Linked DNA regions of Sus scrofa: region 2 is linked to region 1. The links are chromatin contacts, called in public HiChIP or PLAC-seq maps. All regions are on one chromosome and are shown on one strand. The core of a region is the stretch at or near the end of the contact, and the rest is flanking DNA. Distances in the headings are between cores, read along the strand shown. Region 1 holds the start of SETX (probable helicase senataxin). Region 2 holds the start of TSC1 (hamartin).

Region 1 (4,095 bases), core at 40-2,539:
CTACAGCTCTGATTCGACCCCTAGCCTGGGAACCTCCATATGCTGTGGGAGCGGCCCAAGAATTTGCAAAAAGACAAAATAATAATAATAATAATTACCTGCGGTAATAGCCTACAGAGAAGTTGTCCTTGTAGTCAGATCCCTGGGCTTATCTGACACTGGGTGAAGATTTACATTCATATATACCCAGACTCTGGCCCCAAATGGACATTTCTGAAAAAGCAAAACAAAAGAAATCGGAGGAAGTGGTTTTTATACTCTCTCTCTTATCTGAGTTTCACATCAACTCTTGACAAGTAAGAACCCAATACATTCATTTGATGAAAAGGCTCAAGCTTAGAGAACTTAAGACAACTCGCCTACAGGTCTACAAGTAATGAAGGAATGGTGCAACTGCCATTCGGATGCCACCGGGAGGAGGAGTTCCACGGGAGACCTCGTCCCCACTTCGGGGACAGAGGGGCACTTTGCCGAAGACTCCCATGAGCACATGCAGATACATTCAGCCCCAGGACGGCAACTAACTCATCTGCACCGCTGCAAACGGCAGACCCCGGCGTTCTCCGCCCTTCGAGCCTCGTGCCCGCTTCCTTTCGGGCCACATCGTCGCTCCCGGAAGGTGGGGAGGGCGGCAAAGTCCCTCCGGCTGGCTGTCAGCGCTCCCCCGCCTTCAGGTGGGGCAGGGAGGGCTCAGGTGGCCCCTCGGGAGAGGCCAGCCCTCCAGAGGCACGCGCTTCGGAGCAGAGGGAGGAGGGGGCGTCGAGCCGAGACGTACTTACTACACCGAGACCCCCACCCACTCCCGCGGAAACGGCGCAGCGCCCAGACCGCAGAGAGCTCACACGGGACCGCCGCGTAGACCACGCGGAGGACGCGGACGGGGAAGCCGGCGCCCGGGCCCGGGGTGTAGGAGGCAGCGGAGGGCCCCCCACCCCAGAGGGCTGGACGCCGCGCAGCTGCTCCCGCCGGCGGCGCCGCGCCTCTCGTCAGGGAGGCAGACCAGCCCGCGCCGCCCCTCCCCCGCCCGCACGGGCCTCGCGCGCCGCGACGGTTACTCCACGCGGCCCCGCGCGCGCGCGCGCACGCCCGCTGGGCCTGCGGCCTCGAGCCCGCCGCTCGCCTCACCCCGCTCGGCTTCGCGCCCGCCGCCAACCCACCGCCATGCCTCGGCTCAGCAGTCTGCGGAGGGCGGAAGTGCGGGCGCGCACTCCATCCCCACCGCCCAACCCACGGGCGCCGCGAGCGCAGGCCCCGCCCCCTGCGCGGCGCCGGCCGTCTCCAGGCCCCGCCCCAGCGGCCGCTCTCTTGTTTTGATGCCCCAAGGGGCGGGGCGTGGGAAGAGAGGCTCCCGGGCTCCGCCTGGAGGCCGGGAGGCCGGAAAGCCAGGCGCTTGCGTCACTTCCAGACTACCGGGCCAGCCAATCAGGAGCGTCCGTGAGGGGAGGGGGGGAGTTTGCAGCTGAGCCGGGAGCCCTGCCTGCACCGCCCCGGATCTCTCCAAGCATCAGCGGCGCCTCGACGCCCCTACCTTTGGACGCCTTACCCTCCTGCCTTTTCCCGTTCCGTCCTTTTTCTTCTGTTTTCGACGCCTCGGGTGCTTCAGCAGGGGGCGTAAGGGATAGGGAGGGGATTTTTTTTTTCCTCTTTAGATTTCCTTTAAAGACCTAAAATATAATATGTAATCAACAAGTAATTTGGGGAAAATATGTGTGTATACACACACACACTATATATATAGTATTATGGAAAAGGGATACATTACGTTAGACAACTATAAATGTAATAAAGTGCCTTAGGTAATAAAAAAATACTTTTGGAGACAGAAAGGTAAAAAGAATTTATAAAGGGATACGTTTTAAAAAAGAAAGAAAAACCGGAGTTCCCGTCATGGCACAGCAGAAACGAATCCGACTAGGAACCATGAAGTTAAGGGTTCCATCCCTGGCCTCGCTCAGTAGGTTAAGGATCTAGTGTTGCCGTGAGCTGTGGTGTAGGTCGCAGGCAAGGCTCGGATCCCGAGTTGCTGTGGCCTAGGCTGGCGGCTACAGCTCTGATTCTACCCCTAGCCTGGTAACCTCCGTATGCCCCAGTGCCCCCTAAAAGGATTAAAAAAAAAAAATTAAGAAGAGATTAACTATCCGCTGGAGAAGAAACAATACAGAATGTGATAGTAAACCCCCCTCGAAAGCCTATCCATTTTTTTTTTTTTAAACGCATAATACAGACTTTAACGGTGGGGCATCACCACTAGCCTCCTATTTTATTAATAGAGGAGAGGAAAAACAAAATAATTACTGGTTCCGATCAAGGCTCTAAAGGAAAGAAGAGGCTGAGATGGGCCCGATGCGGACAGGCCTGGCAGCGACGACCGCGCCGAGGAGAACCCTAACCGAAGAATGAGAGGGCTCGCCGGGGAGAACGGGGAAGGCACCTGCCGAGGGAACGTTCCAGAAAGGGGGTGGGGCCGGTCGGGAAGCCCGGACAGCCGTTAGGGGACTTGACCAACCCCAGGGGCTGAAGTCCGAGCGCGAGGTCAAGACCGTTATTTTCCTCGCTTCTAGATTTTTCTCTGCCCGGTGAAATGTTGAAGCCACATTCACATCCCGCGTTGCAAAGAGTTACAAAACCGAAGCTATATTGCGTTTTAAGTTGTGTATATATCCGTTCAAAAATAATATGCTTTTGAAAAACAGGGATCTGGATGGCCATTGAAAAAAAGCTTTTTTTTTTTTTTAGAAAGAGAAACAAGTGAAGAACATCTTTTAAATTTTACCATTTATCTTTATACCAATACAGTCAAAAACACAATTTTTGATGTTTTTAAGAACGTGCCCATGAAGGCAGAAAGTGCCTAGCACCCACTGAAGTCATAATTCCATCCTGCCTCTGAGCCCGCTGTGAACTTTCCCTTATAATTTTATCACATACAACTTGGAATGGATTTACAATGAGATCCTGCTGAGTAGCATTGAGAACTATGTCTAGATACTTATATTGCAAGAGAACAAAGGGTGGGGGAAAAAATGTATACATGTAAGTGTAACTTGGTCCCCATGCTGCACAGCGGAAAAAATAAATTTAAAAGAAAGTAAAAAAAAAATAATTTTATCACATTTGTCTTTAACCTGTACATGTATTGTTTTTTGTGTTTAAATTTTAGGAAATTAGATGGCGTTTTTCTGCAATTCGCTTTTTACACTCAGAGAGTCATTGATCTTAGGTACTTTGTAGAGCCCAAACTTTACACAACTTGAGGCCTGGTCTTGATATTTAGTTGAAATAAATATCACACATTTCTAAACAGACAAAACTGGGAATCCTGTTGTGGCTAAGCAGGTTAAGCCTCAGACTAGTAAACCTGAAGATGCAGGTTCAATCCCTGGCCTTGTTCAGTGGCATAAGGATCCAGCCTTGCTGCAAGCTGCATTTTTAGATACATATTGTAAGTTTTATGCGTCAGTATTTTAGGTCAAATTTTTAGTGCTTTTTCCAGTATGATCATTTGACTCACTTTTCATCATTTGGATTATCAACAATCCCGGAACATATTACTAGTTATTTTTATCTCAAATGGACCTATTCTTAATTACTAAATTTTTGTTTTAATGATTTCTAGTGATTTCATCATCATTAATTTTCACTTTTGCCTCATATTCCATTATTTTTGTCAACTTTCTATAATTTACATACAATTTACTCAATAAAATACATACTTGATGTATATGGTTGAGGATTTTTTTTGGTTTTTTGGATTTTTTTTTTGCTATTTCTTTGGGCCGCTCCCACGGCATATGGAGGTTCCCAGGCTAGGGGTCCAATCGGAGCTGCAGCCGCCGGCCTACACCAGAGCCACAGCAACGCGGGATCCCAGCCGCGTCTGCAACCTACACCACAGCTCACGGCAACGCCGGATCGTTAACCCACTGAGCAAGGGCAGGGACCGAACCCGCAACCTCATGGTTCCTAGTCGGATTCGTTAACCACTGCGCCACGACGGGAACTCCTGATTGAGGAGTTTTAACAACTCATTTCATGTAACCATCTCTAAGCTAGATATAAAACATTTCCTTCATCCCGGAAAAGTGCCCTTGTGCC
Region 2 (4,177 bases), core at 1,078-3,577, 520 kb after region 1:
AGAATCACCTATGACTTCTTCTAAAAGGAATATCCAGAGCGTCCTCAAAGACCGAATGAATATCCAAGTCTACCTACTATGAGGCCGGACATCTGAGCAAGAAGGTTCTGCTGGACACCTTTCATTATTCTGGAAACATCACGCAGACAGTATGTATTTGATTTGTCCTAGTAAGACTGTCCAGTTTCACCTCACAAGAAAACAGGCGAGCACAGAAAGCATCATATGACACCCCCCAGAGCAGCAGTCTTTGCTGTCAACCCAGCGAGGAAGAGTACAACTGAGTCATGGGATTTGGGACATTCCAATTTAAGGAAAATAAGAACGCCTGTAGTCACCTAAGACTCTGTCTAACTAGGAATTTAGGAACCTACCAAAGTCTTTGTGACACCAGGAAAAGCATGAGGCAAGGAAGGCTTACATCATCTGCCTCGCCACACACGTGATATAAGAGTGTTTGGGATAAGATATTCACTTTGGTAAAAGGATATTTTCCATTTACATCTTCTATAAATACCCCTTAAGTTTATACCAGGTGGTTAGAGGAAGATGCTGCAGCTCCCCAGGGCAATAGCAAAGAATGTTTCAGTGTTTCTGAGGAGCCTCATTTGCCTGATGCATGACTGTTAAAGGTGCATTTCCCTGCACAACCCTAAATCAGTTTCCACATTTGCATACTCCAGGTTTACTCCAGAATGTTCAACTTAAGAATCACAGGTGGTTGTTCAGTAAATCAGGGGCTCCCACAAGGGTCGGGTTCATAATGCTTCTTGAAATTTACAGCTCCACTTTGCCAGGAGGTTTGAATTCAGGCGACTCCAAGTTGATCCCAAAATTATAAATCAGTATCTCAGAAGAGTATTATTCTATTTTAGTACTTTTACAGCTTACTCTATGTAAAGGGAAGTGCTATTTCTATGCTTTCTATTAAAAATCCAGCAAGGATTTTTAGCAAGGCTCCCTTCTGCAGTAAATGCATCAGTTTTATGAAAACAGCAAACACTTTCCAGCCTAATTTAGACTAACATGTTTACAGGCACTATACTGCCATCCCAAACAAAAGCTCTGGTATATAACCAAGTGCACCTCTCTCCAAAATCACGCACACGCGCGCACACAAACGGTCACTTATGCACAAACCTAGGCCAACTGATTAATTCTAACCACCTAATTAGAATGACAGACTAGCTTGGATCAAATAACAGATAAATTAGTCATGTGAGTACAAATAAAGATAGGAGCATAGTCTTGGAATCAGCTGGACCCCAGTTCGAGTCCTGGTCAGATCATCTTAGGAGGAGCAACCTTGGACAAGGCACCCTAACATCTCTGGGCCTCAGTTTCTCCATCTGAGTAATGGAGTGGCTGCCTCTCCTCTTTGTCTTGGGGGCCAAAGGAGACGATGACTGCAAAGCACCTCCACCGGGGCTGCTCCATAAACAAGCTGTGGTTAGCAGGCAGGAGCCCCCCATCCCTACCTCCGAATCCAAAACACATGAAGCAAAAACTCTAACGGGAAACACAAAGAAAGAGCTTTAATTCTAAAGGTCTCTCGGACTGCGGACTCCTCACCCTCCAGTTCCTCAAATGAATGAATGAGCGTCTAGGAGTGGCTCTGCACACCGCTGTCTCCTAAGAACCACCTCTGCTGACTCGAAGGTAACTGTCTTTCGTCGTCGATTACACACCCACAAGCACACCTGGAGCGAGGCACTCCGGTCGTGCACCTTTCGGCGGAGACGCCGAATCCCGGCGGGTCCGCGATGCCCACAGGCAGCCTCCATTCATTCCCCGCCCCCTACCCTTGACCGCTCTCCTCCAGCCCCGGGACCAGCCCCACCACCCGGCCTCTCCCCTCCGGCGAGGGCCTCCCCCCGCTCTCCGCACCCCGCGGGAACCTGTCACCCCACCAAGCGAGGGGCTGGCGAAGGGGCCCACCTCACCCCTGCCGTCGGCACCGCGGCCTGGGGGGTGCAGCCGTCCCTCCGCCGCCGAGGAGGGCGAGGCGCCGGCCGGGGCCGCCTCTCCTCCCTAGAGACCCTCCAGCCCCGCCGGGCCCGGCCACAGACTGCGAGTAACAAGAGGGAGGGGAACGCTCTCCGAAACCCCCTTCCCGGAGTCCCTTCCCCGGCAAGTGGGCCCCTTGCCCCAGCCCCGCAGGGCCTCCCGGACTAGGGTCATGGTGCCAGGAATGCCCCGAGAAGCCCCCGTGAAAAGGAGGGGGGGACACCCCCATACTCACCCACCGTCTCCTCCCCCTCAGCTGTTTACCTCACAGTTCCTCCAGCCTACAGGGCGCCGCCATCTTGGACGTACAGCACCTCCCCCCGTCGTGAAATGCCCACAGCCGGCGGCAGCCTCCGCCACGAAAAAGAGTCCCCAGCGAGACGTCGCCTGCCCCTCGAGCCCGACGACAGATGACCGCGGCCTGCAGCCCCTTGGGACGGAAGAGGACGTCCTTTCTCATTCCTGACGGTGCTAACCGATCGAGAAAGAACCTAGAAGAGTTTGTGAGGCAGGGGGCGGGGACGGGCGGAAGGATTCCGAAAGGGGGCCGCTGAGAGATCTTGTGACTCCGAAGGAGGCAAAAAGAAGGCCGGCGCGGCGGGAGGAGCCACGCGAGAGAGCGAGGGGCGGGGCGGGTCACGTGGCCGGGCCCGGCGGGAGGGGCCGTGCAAGAGGCGTAAACAAGTTCTCCCGGCTGGGTGTGGTTGTGTGTCTGCTGCTTTTCCGATGCTGTGTCTCCGCTCACAGATCCGGGTGCCCCCGCTCCCGGCCCAGGGTCTCCCCGTTCCCGGCCGCAGAGCTGCGATCTTGTTTCCCAAGGAGCCAGTGGGTACCTCTGTGGAGGAAGGGTCTGCTTTAGATCTTTAAAGGAGTTCATCGCTAGGAAAGGAGCAAAGCTGCACCAGGGCAACCTCTGTCCTTCGCAGAGTATTTGCCAAAGCGCATCTCTGGGGCTGCGAAGAACCACGGTGGCTGCTAACCTCAGGTTGCTAACATTTCCGACGTTATGTGGAAAACCACCCTAAGCAGGGCAGGCATCTTTCGAAGCAGAACCCCTCCATTCGGTGCCTCCTCTGCTTCTTCCTAGCTGTGTAAATCTGCGCAAGTCTTGAGGTCCCTTGAGCCTCAGTTTCTTCCTCTATGAAATGGGCATGGTAACATGAGTGACGGGAGGATTCCTGGAGGAAAAGTATGGAGAGTGTTTAGCACAGTGACCCAGGCCAGGTAAAGGTGATGGTTGGTATCTGAGGCAGGTGATGGTGAGCGCTAGGCACCAAAGCAAAGCAAAGCAAAGAGGTGTGAGAGAGGCCGCAGAGAATGAGGTGACGTCCCACTGTGGGGTCTCAAAAGGCTTTTTGAAAGAGTGGGCCTCCTGCTGGGTTTTAAAAGAAAGGTAGGTTTCATGAAATAGAATCGGGAGAGGCTTCTGGGGAGAAAAGGGTATTCCAGGCCAAGAACCAAAGAAGCAAGCGGCTGGAGGCAATAAATGCTGGGTGAGTTATGGGAATAACAGGTTTGTCATGGGAACCAATTGAGTCACAATGCAAGGCCCCATATGGTTTAAGGGGCCTGCTCTCTGAGTGGTCAGCATGCTGGGTGCTGTCAAGGGGGCTGTCAGAATTCCAAGAGGCCTGGCGAGATCTGGGGTGGGGCTGCTCTTGGCCGGTATGGTGCCTTTGTGAGAAGTAGCAAAAGGCATGCCCTCTGGGCCCACAGCGCACGGGAGCAGAGACCCAGCTGTATTTTGACCCCTTCCCAAGCCTCCTGGGAGCCCTTGAGCAGTGCACAACTTTTCTAACTCTACTGGCTAATGGGGAAGGTGGGCATTGAGCTGGGAGTTCCACCAGCCTAAGAGGTCATGGTTCAGCAGACTAGTCTGAAGGCAGGTTTCTGCCCTTCTGCTAATTGGGGGAGCCTTAGTTTCCTCACCTGCAACATAGGGGTAATAGTCACGCCTACCTGGAGTTCCTGTCATAGCTCAGCGGAAACAAACCGGACTAGTTTCCATGAGGACGCGGGTTCGATCCCTGGCCTCGCTCAATGGGTTTAGGATCTGGCGTTTCAGCAGGCTGCAGCACAGATGGCAGACGCGGCTCAGATTCCACGTTGCTGTGGCTGTGGTGTAGACTGGCAGCTGTAGCTCCAATTCGACCCCTAGCCTGGGAACTTG

What was found. HiChIP or PLAC-seq counts read pairs in DNA pulled down with a chosen protein or histone mark.
Region 2: an H3K27ac HiChIP or PLAC-seq map of skeletal muscle shows a contact between it and region 1, with 4 times the contacts expected there. The contact joins the promoter of TSC1 here to the promoter of SETX in region 1. A contact is called at or near these places in 1 of 5 promoter capture datasets (fetal skeletal muscle), 1 of 47 Hi-C or Micro-C datasets (heart right ventricle) and 2 of 2 datasets of contacts at active chromatin or transcription factors (alveolar macrophages and skeletal muscle).

The regions. Positions count from the first base shown.
Region 1 is chr1:272,169,567-272,173,661 of Sscrofa11.1, forward strand. It overlaps SETX (probable helicase senataxin), which reads right to left and starts at 1,290. Exons shown (of 26, transcript XM_021070661.1): 1 at 1,158-1,290; 2 at 99-213.
Region 2 is chr1:272,683,621-272,687,797 of Sscrofa11.1, forward strand. It overlaps TSC1 (hamartin), which reads right to left and starts at 2,328. Exons shown (of 24, transcript XM_021070814.1): 1 at 2,247-2,328. LOC110256471 (a long non-coding RNA gene) reads left to right here and starts at 2,597. Exons shown (of 3, transcript XR_002338027.1): 1 at 2,597-3,500.